Linked DNA regions of Lactuca sativa: region 1 is linked to region 2. Evidence: chromatin contacts called from public Hi-C data. All regions are on one chromosome and are shown on one strand. The core of a region is the stretch at or near the end of the contact, and the rest is flanking DNA. Distances in the headings are between cores, read along the strand shown.

The links. A called contact is a pair of places that touch in the nucleus more often than the background predicts.
Region 1: a contact with region 2 is called in a Hi-C map of leaf, with 6 times the contacts expected there. The contact joins the promoter of LOC111895112 here to the promoter of LOC111898710 in region 2. A contact is called at or near these places in 2 of 4 Hi-C or Micro-C datasets (leaf and seed).

What each region holds. Positions count from the first base shown.
Region 1 is chr7:106,785,776-106,790,723 of Lsat_Salinas_v11, reverse strand. It overlaps LOC111895112 (eukaryotic translation initiation factor 3 subunit A), which reads left to right and starts at 1,761. Exons shown (of 14, transcript XM_052765246.1): 1 at 1,761-1,897; 2 at 2,638-2,706; 3 at 2,863-3,344; 4 at 3,424-3,639; 5 at 4,061-4,429; 6 at 4,519-4,548; 7 at 4,639-4,866. The coding sequence starts at 2,661.
Region 2 is chr7:106,568,928-106,573,312 of Lsat_Salinas_v11, reverse strand. LOC111898710 reads left to right here and starts at 2,206. Exons shown (of 5, transcript XM_023894583.3): 1 at 2,206-2,538; 2 at 3,076-3,177; 3 at 3,705-3,849; 4 at 3,923-3,972; 5 at 4,170-4,385. The coding sequence starts at 2,452.

The DNA of each region.
Region 1 (4,948 bases), core at 512-3,011, 220 kb before region 2:
ATATATATATTAATACTTAATAGTAATGATTATTGTTATTGATTGTTCGATGACAAACTTCTTAAAAGACAACTATTCACCAAAAAAATATTCATTAGTACCTACCATCTAGATTTCTAGAAAGCTTCAGTCACAAAACCTTCACCACTTGTGATCAGATCTGTATTTTTCATTTGTGATTTGAAATATGAAATATTTCCCAACGAAACTATCTGCATCTTCCTTTAATGTAAATTAAACAAAGAGTATTCGTTATAAAACAGAGACAATTTTTGTAAACTCCAGTAAACGGTACCATTTTTGTTATTATTTTAAAACTTGGACCATTACTTGTGACTGATGAACTTATATGTAATAAATCACAATCTACTTTAAAAGTATGATGATATTAAAAGTATGTATGCTGTTGTGTGGCCGTGTGGCTTGGGGGGATGATCTTATTACTTAGGCCATGCGGTGTAGTGCTAACACACCACACGTTATGCTGAAATGGATAAACTTAACCCAAGTGACCCCTCCTTTATGTTATAGCGTGTTATGCTTAGGTAAACGGGACCATTAATGTCAATTAAACAAAGAGTATTCATTATAAAACAGAGACCATTTTTGTAAACTCCAGTAAACGGGACCATTTTTGTTATTATTTTAAAACTTGGACCATTACTTGCGACTGATGAACTTATATGTAATAAATCACAATCTACTTTAAAAGTATGATGATATTAAAAATATGTATGTTGTTGTGTGACTATGAACTTATATGTAATAAATCACAATCTACTTTAAAAGTATGATGATATTAAAAGTATGTATGTATGTTACAATGTATTATGCTTAGGTAAACGCTTCCATTAATTTAAATTAAACAAAGAGTATTCGTTATAAAACAGAGACCATTTTTGTAAACTCCAGTAAACGGGACCATTTTTGTTATTATTTTAAAACTTGGATCATTACTTGTGACTGATGAACTTATACGTAATAAATCACAATCTACTTTAAAAGTATGATGATATTAAAAGTATGTATGTTGTTGTGTGGCTTGGGTTATGCTGAATTGGACAAACTTAACCCAAGTGACCCCCCCCCCCCCCCCCCCCCACCCCCCTTTACGTTACAACGTGTTATGCTTAGGTTGTGTTATGAAAAGTGGTGGTGGTAACATTTTTTTTTAATTAAAAAATTAAAACTTTAATGAATGGTGGAGTGGTGAGAATTTTCTAAGGTAAGTGATGGGGAATGGTGTTGACATGACACGAGGTGACACCATTTTTTATGAGGTTAGAGGTATAACTCAACCTTACTGTTACTTTTGATTAATATGCAAGTTAATAGCAACCTACTTTTTTATTCTTTATGAATTTAGGAAGGATATAATTGGTAAACTGACCATTCATGTAATATTTTTGACATGGACTATTTGTGCGATATACTAACTTCATGTTTTTCATTTTCAATTCTATTGATGTACCTTCTTAACTATTTGTAAATTTAGTTTTTAACTGTTTACAAATTTATGATTAATGATTACGATGTTTGTAATCGTTATATTGTTTTACATTACAGAACCATGCTGTACACATATTATAACCTAACTAGCCATAGAAAAAACCCTTATTCGTAGTAACATTGAAAATGCCTTTTAAGTTTGGATGATATTTGAAGCCCATCAAGTTTGCAATATTGTAGCTTTGTAAAGCCCAATAAAGGTGTTCGTGGGCTTTTTCACTTTTGAGGCCGATGAATTTCTACCCCCTTCTGCGTTGGCCCCAGTCACGCATTTTGATAAAATAAAAGCTCGCCAAAACTTTGAAACCCTACTCTCCTTCTTTTGCTTCAGCACATATCTGGAATACAGGCACAGCCGAGGAAACACACTTTCCGCTAATCGATAAAGGTATTGCCTCAGTATGTTATTCATCGTTTCATCAATTTGTTTCAAGGGTCGTTATTCTGTTCTTATGTGTTTTTGTTTGTTTAGTTCAAGATCTATCGACAGATTACGTGCAGCATAAGATTCATAGATCGACAACTGATTTATTTGTGTATCTCTTGTTAGCAATTTGATGATTTAATTTCTTTACTCTAACTGCTGGCGTTACATTAGGGTTTTGTTTTTTCCTTTCGGTTTGTGGCTAGATTGACTGTTCGATGGAGGAGTAAGGGCGAGAGATTAGGTGCAATATATATATTTTTTATGTTTTAATTTTCTACTTGTATATTCTTTGCGCTTGATCTAAATGCCTAAAGGGCAATGTTTTTTGCTGGATGTTGCCTGTGGCTGTGAACATACTTAACGGGTTCTCAATTAACATAGGGGACAATTGTTTGAAAATATATGATTTATCCATATTCTGAATTCTTTAAAACATGTATTCATGTTTGATGCTATGCTTGGACTAGAAATGTGTCTGTTGGTGAAATATGCTTTTCAGTTTCAGCATTTCAATGCTTAGAAGTGGGAACATTGATTTATCACTATTTTCTTTGTTATCTTGCTCGAATGAGTGTGTTAATAGAGAACAAAGCGAATGTCTACAGCATAAGTGTCTTTGTGCTTCTATCTGTGCAAAACTTCAAGTTATTCCTAAGCAGATTTAACACCTACAAATAATTGTTTGGTTTGCATCCCAGCAGGTTGAAGACCACTGTGATTGACCATGGCGACTTTTGCTAAACCAGAGAATGCATTGAAACGAGCGGAAGGTGAGTAGCTACTTGCTGATTTAATCTGACTCTTTAACATTTCTGACTTATTTTCATTCTCTTTAATGTTTTTGATGCTTTGTAGTTTGTCTCCTTACATCTGAGAATGTATGCGTATATGGTGACTAACCGACTTTTGCTAAAATGTGATTGCAGAATTGATAAATGTTGGTCAGAAGCAAGATGCATTGCAAGCTCTTCATGATCTTATTACATCAAAAAGGTACAGGGCATGGCAGAAAACACATGAAAAGATTATGTTCAAGTACATCGAGCTTTGTGTTGATATGAGGAGGGGTAGATTTGCCAAAGATGGCCTCATCCAATACCGCATAATCTGCCAGCAAGTTAATGTTAATTCTTTGGAAGAAGTGATTAAGCACTTCATGGATCTTTCAACCAAAAGGGCTGAGCTGGCACGTAGCCAGGCACAAGCTTTAGAGGAAGCTCTCGATGTTGATGACCTTGAAGCCGATAAAAGACCAGAAGACCTAATGTTAAGCTATGTCAGTGGTGAAAAGGGAAAGGATCGTTCAGATAGGGAGCTTGTGACTCCATGGTTTAAGTTCTTATGGGAGACATATAGGACAGTTCTTGAAATTCTCCGAAACAATTCCAAGTTGATGGCTCTTTATGCTGTAAGTTTTGATTTTTAATAATGTGAATCTTGCTTTTTAAATTCTTAACTTATATTAATTTTTATTTTTTTGTATGTAGGATACTGCTCATCGTGCCTTCCAATTCTGCAAGCAATACAAAAGAACAACAGAGTTTCGTAGGCTTTGTGAGATTATTAGGAATCATCTTGCAAACCTCAACAAGTACAGAGACCAGAGGGACAGACCTGACCTAACTGCCCCTGAAAGTCTACATTTTTACCTGGACACAAGGTTTGAGCAATTGAAAGTTGCAACCGAATTGGAACTCTGGCAGGTGTGTATGCTATTTATATGGGAACATACTTTATTAAATAGTATTTTACCAATATAGGGTATCTACTCTATAGTTTTATCCATATATTTCTATATTCATAATAGCAACCCTGTTGCATATATAATATAAATAATACTTTAGGAACATATTTAAAACTTTTCCCTACAATAGCAACATCCTTTTACTCTTTTACCCATAATAGTTTATAAATAACAAATAAAGTACATTGCCTTTATTGGTAGTGAAATATATGTATGTTGCTATTGTTGGTAAAAGATTTAAGTATGTTGGCATGTTGCTATTATTGTTAAAAGAATAATATAAAATAATAAAGTAAAAGATAAGTACATTGCCCATATTATTATCAACAGTAAAGAATCATGTAGTTTAAATTTAATAAGTTGTATGATTGTATCTTCAGGAAGCTTTTCGTTCTGTGGAAGATATTTATGGGCTAACAAGCATGGTTAAAAAAATGCCGAAATCGTCCCTGATGGCTATTTACTATGCAAAGTTGACTGAGATCTTTTGGATTTCATCAAGCCATCTATACCATGCATATGCATGGTTTAAGCTTTTTCAACTTCAAAAGAGCTTCAATAAGAATCTGAATCAGAAGGATCTGCAGCTGATTGCATCATCAGTTTTGCTTGCTGCACTTTCAGCTCCTCCATATGATCACCTGAAAACCGCTTCTCATTTGGAACTTGAGCATGACAAAGAACGCAATCTCAGAATGTATAATCTTATTGGCTTCAACATTGATGCAAAGCTTGAGACAAGAGAAGTGGTATTATACAAAACCTTTCTACTGAATTTTTCTACTTTTGTTTATTTATCTCATCTTATTAATATTAATTTTGCTTCATTTTCCTGCAGCTTTCCAGGTCATCTCTTCTTGCAGATCTGGTAAGATGTAGTTTATTTTACCAATTCTAGAGTTTTTTTTTTTTTTTTTTTTAAGAGTTGAATGTATGTAACATGGTTTTTGTTTTTCAGGTTTCTAAAGGTGTGATGACATACGTAACTCAAGAAGTGAAGGATCTGTATCATCTTCTAGAAAATGAATTTCTGCCTTTGGATTTGGCATCAAAAGTACAGCCTTTGTTGACAAAGATTGCAAAACTTGGTGGAAAGATATCTTCAGCTTCTTCTGTACCAGAAGTGCAGCTTTCTCAGTACATTCCTGCTTTGGAAAAAGTAGCCACCTTAAGACTCCTACAACAGGTAATTTTTTTAATATTAATATTAATAATAATTTCTTGTTTGACAAATAAATAGGTTGAAGCCTGACTAATAATTTGAATTT
Region 2 (4,385 bases), core at 957-3,456:
TGGGTCAATATTATGGTTTATACTTTGCTTTTCTAGGAAATTGATTTGTTATGTAATATTATATAGATGTTTACGGCCCAATGGGTGTTTACGGGCGTAAACAGGTTTATGGCCGTAAACCTTGTTTACGACCCATATTCTCATGTATATATAGAGGTGAGGGGTGTGAGGAAAAGAGTGATGAACACCAAGGAGCTTAAGTGTGTGCATTCTAAGGTGTGAGAGAAACTAGAGAGTGTGTGTTAGTGTGTGTGAATCTTGTATCCGGATCTTCATTCTAATCATATCATACAAGATTCATATTAATCTTCTTCTCCTTCTCTTCTATTTGATATGACATCATCCGTTTGATTGGGATTCCGCACCATCAAACGGATATGATTGATACACAGACATTTTTGGGGACTTACACAGTCTAGACTCTGCCTACATAATATTATTATCTCTAATTAATACTTTATAATCACAACTCTTACAAAGTTAGGCTAACCTCTTTCCTCACTCTCAGAAAGGGTGAAAGACTATTTTAGCCCTCCATGGTCTCCTCACTCATGTCTTAACCAAACCCTAAAAATCAATGGAAGTCGCCCGAGTCAACAATCCATGTTAACCCAACTCGCCGAGTGCATCTATGCGACTCGTCGAGTTCCCTCTATTCTCAGGAAAAATCGGGAAAACTCGAGTCAACACGCCGAGTTGTCTCACAAACTCGTCGAGTCAGCACGGTGTCCAGAAGACTAGGAAAACCCCAGCTACTCGTCGAGTTGTCCCAATAACTCGTCGAGTTCACTCTAAATCCACAGACATGAAAAACCCTCTCAACTCGTCGAGTTGGATGTCAAACTCGTTGAGTTCTTTAGTAAATTCTCATTTCGGTCGATTCCAATGCTCAAAACTCCAGATCTAACCTCCTATCATGGAGTGACCACGTAAAGTTGCTAACTTTACGATCATGCAAGGCCTCACAAGGCTAGAATACCCAAAAATATGCTCAAGAAGGGGTTTAGGGCATGAAGAAGGATTAAAGCTTCATAAAGCTTGAGCTTTATGCACACGAGGGCTTAGAGGAGTCCGGATCTACAACTACTCCCCCTGGACAAGCTCAACCCGAAAATGGCCCTCATTTTGCACCAAAATACCCATAAACTCACAAAATAAGAGATCTAAGAAACGGAAAGCCAAGGTATGGACTTTTTACCTCCAAATGGGTACTAATCAAGAGGTATCAAGTTATCTTACTCAGTCTACTTGTACCCCTCCTATCCATAATCGAGACACTACTACAATGTACTCCCCCAAGTGGCGACACATACTCAACTCTAGATCTACTACATCATCTCGTCCACACATCCTTACCCAAAGGGTGAGGCATTAACAAATTTAACGAAATGTCGAACCTTAACCGTTAACAAAAACATCCTCATGAACGTTCGATACAAGATCCCACACCTTGATTGTAACCGAACAAATTCCACCAATTCACAATAGCACGAGAAACTTCCAAGGTGATCTAGAAATGTTGCCGAAAATCAGGAAAGCTGAATAACACTGCCCCAACATCCGTATTTCCAATAATCTCCCTCCCATTATTATCTTTATTCTTTAGTAGAAAAAGGTTTTCCTTCCCATGTGAAAATTGTACACTATTTAACCGGTGATTATTCTTTAGCTAAAGATTTTCCAACTTTTAAACAGGCAAAGCATGATTATTCCTTCTACATACAAAAAAAAAGACTTCATGTTTCACAAGCCATTTTATGGATTTAGTAGAAGATGAAGCCATGATAGGATCGAAGAAGTAGAAGTAGATAAAGTAAAAGAAGAAAAATCCTAAGTCATTCCTGCTGCTAGCCCTAATTCGATTAAAAGAAGACAAATATATTAATAAATGTCATCTCACCTACTCTTATGCCATGTTATTATTTGTTAGACCAACTCATGAATCTTTAATTAAAGTCGTCATTTTATCGATAAGAATCGGTTATCATTAGATAGGATTTGAACAAAAATTATATTTTCTTAATATTTTTTTGTATAAAACCTTTAGTTGGATGTTTTTTTTATATAAACAAAACTTCCATAGGTTTTAAACAATTTTGAAACATCATTTTCCTGGTAAGTCATTTCCCCCACGTTAATAAAAACTTAGGCTTGGACATTTGGGCACCTTAGGGCATAGGCCAAGGGGGTTTAGGTTTATATATCTTGTTGTTAACCGGATCCACTAAAATACGGTGTTCGCATTTCTTTTCCTTTATTATCCAACATAACTTCATATTCATGGCTCGCTGCAATCCCTTTCTTCGTGTTCTTCAATTGGGGGTTTTGAACACTTAAATTTATCCACCACAGCTTCAACCTTTTTTTCTTTTGTTACTCCCAAACCGATATTTCCTACTCTTCTTCAATTATTCCTATTAGTTTTGGGGGCTCAAATCAATATAAAGGGACATGGGGAAGAATCAGGCGTACAAGGCGATGCAGAGATCAAGGGTCGGATCTACCTCAGGCGGCCCCGATGATGTGGATGACGGCATGGTTTGTACCCTTCCATATCATATTTTCAGTGGATTTGTTGTTATTTTCATTGTGCACAGTATTCAGACGAAGAAACATGTTAACTCGTGGTATGATATCGTAACCAATAAATCTTTGGTTGAGGATGAGAAGAGGCAGGGGGTTGTGACTTCTCTAGAGCCTAATTCCCTGTTTCTCTTTGTTAGAATCGCTTACTTTTTAGCTCAATGACTGATAAGGGTTAGGTAAATACTCTTTTAACATGGTGATTAAGCCTGCTAATTGATTTTTGTGTGTCCAACCTTTAGGCATAGAGTTGTGATTGTGAAGATGTAAGTTGAAATAATAGATGCTCAAATATGATTCTGATGACTTTGGATAAATCTGAATAGGCAGGAAACAATACAAACATGTTTTTTTATTGTTTGGTTTTGTCTAATGGCTTCATTTTATAATTTCTTTCATATTTGATGTCTGGAACAGAATATTTTAGGAATTGCAAAGCTTTATAGTCAGTTTTGTTTGAATTTGTACCCTTTCTGATTAAGAGAGTCGCAGGTGGATGGTTCATTTCATTCACCAGAGTGGCATGCAGCTCGTTTGGCCAGCCTCAAAACTTCACATACAGTTACTTGGGAAGAGTACAAAAAGAAGCAAAAGGTAACTATTTATCTTCACTTTTGACTCCTCTCCTCTGTAGAGTGTATGTAGTGTAGATCTCCAAATGATAAATATACCACTATCTAGTTCTTATTCATCATCAATACGTATTGCTTTTTCTTGTTGAAATTGACAGACATGGTAGTTTGGTTTCAAAGTTATGGTTTCCCGAACAAAGACATTCACTTATTCATTTTAACTTGTTTCTTTTTTTTTTTTTTCCCGTTAAATGATATTGGACAAGCAATTGGGAAAACAAAACAGAATGAAAAAATAAAGTAAGGGACAATTTGTAAACAGTTAGAACGTTCTGTATGCATTAAATGGAAAAGAAACATTCATAGGATTAAGCTATTTAATTATTAATATACTGGGAAGCCTCTCAAAGATTTGATTTTCCTTTGTTTGTTGTGTTGTTGCTTTAATGGCACCTCCTCATCTATGACTGTTAATGAGATAGAGTTAAGTGTTACTGTGGAGTGATTATATTTATATAGATAGGAAAATATCTAATTTGTTTTTGTTAGGAAGAAGAAATTAAAAAGGGGGAGTTAGAAGCTGACAAAGATAGAATGATGCGGGAATATCGAGCTCAACTAGATGCAGAACGGGCAAGCAAGCTTGCCCATGGCAAAAACCACTCTAAAATTAAATCTACTCAGAGGAAGAAGGGTATTTATGTCCATTACAAATTTACAATACCTGAAGTCCTTTATATACATAATCTTATTGCCCCTTGTTGCAGATAATAAGAAGGACAAAGATCTCAAAAAGCGCTCAAACAAAAAGAGAAAGGTGCCTTGGAATTCTCAGACTATTCTTATTAGAAACGAATGCTCCAAAAATGGATATTCTTGCTTTTTTGATCCCTGTGGTTTGGATTTTGTCCTAAACCCATCTGAGAATGGCTGCTTTGCTCCTATTTATATATATCTTTAAAGGATGAAAAGTAACTAACTTTTTTATTTTGTTTCCTGTAATAAAAATAATAGCATTTGAGGAAATCTTGTGGGTCTAGTTCTTCTTCAAGTTCATCATCTGAATCTTCAAGTAGTGATGATGAGGATGATTCCAGAGAATCAAAAAGAAGGTCAAGATCAAGATCAAGGTCAAGAAAGAGGAAAGACAAGAGACAGAGCTCAAAATCCAAGCATTCAAGTGGTGATGAACAAGAGGCAGATGGGCCTTTGCCCCTCTCCAGGTTCTTT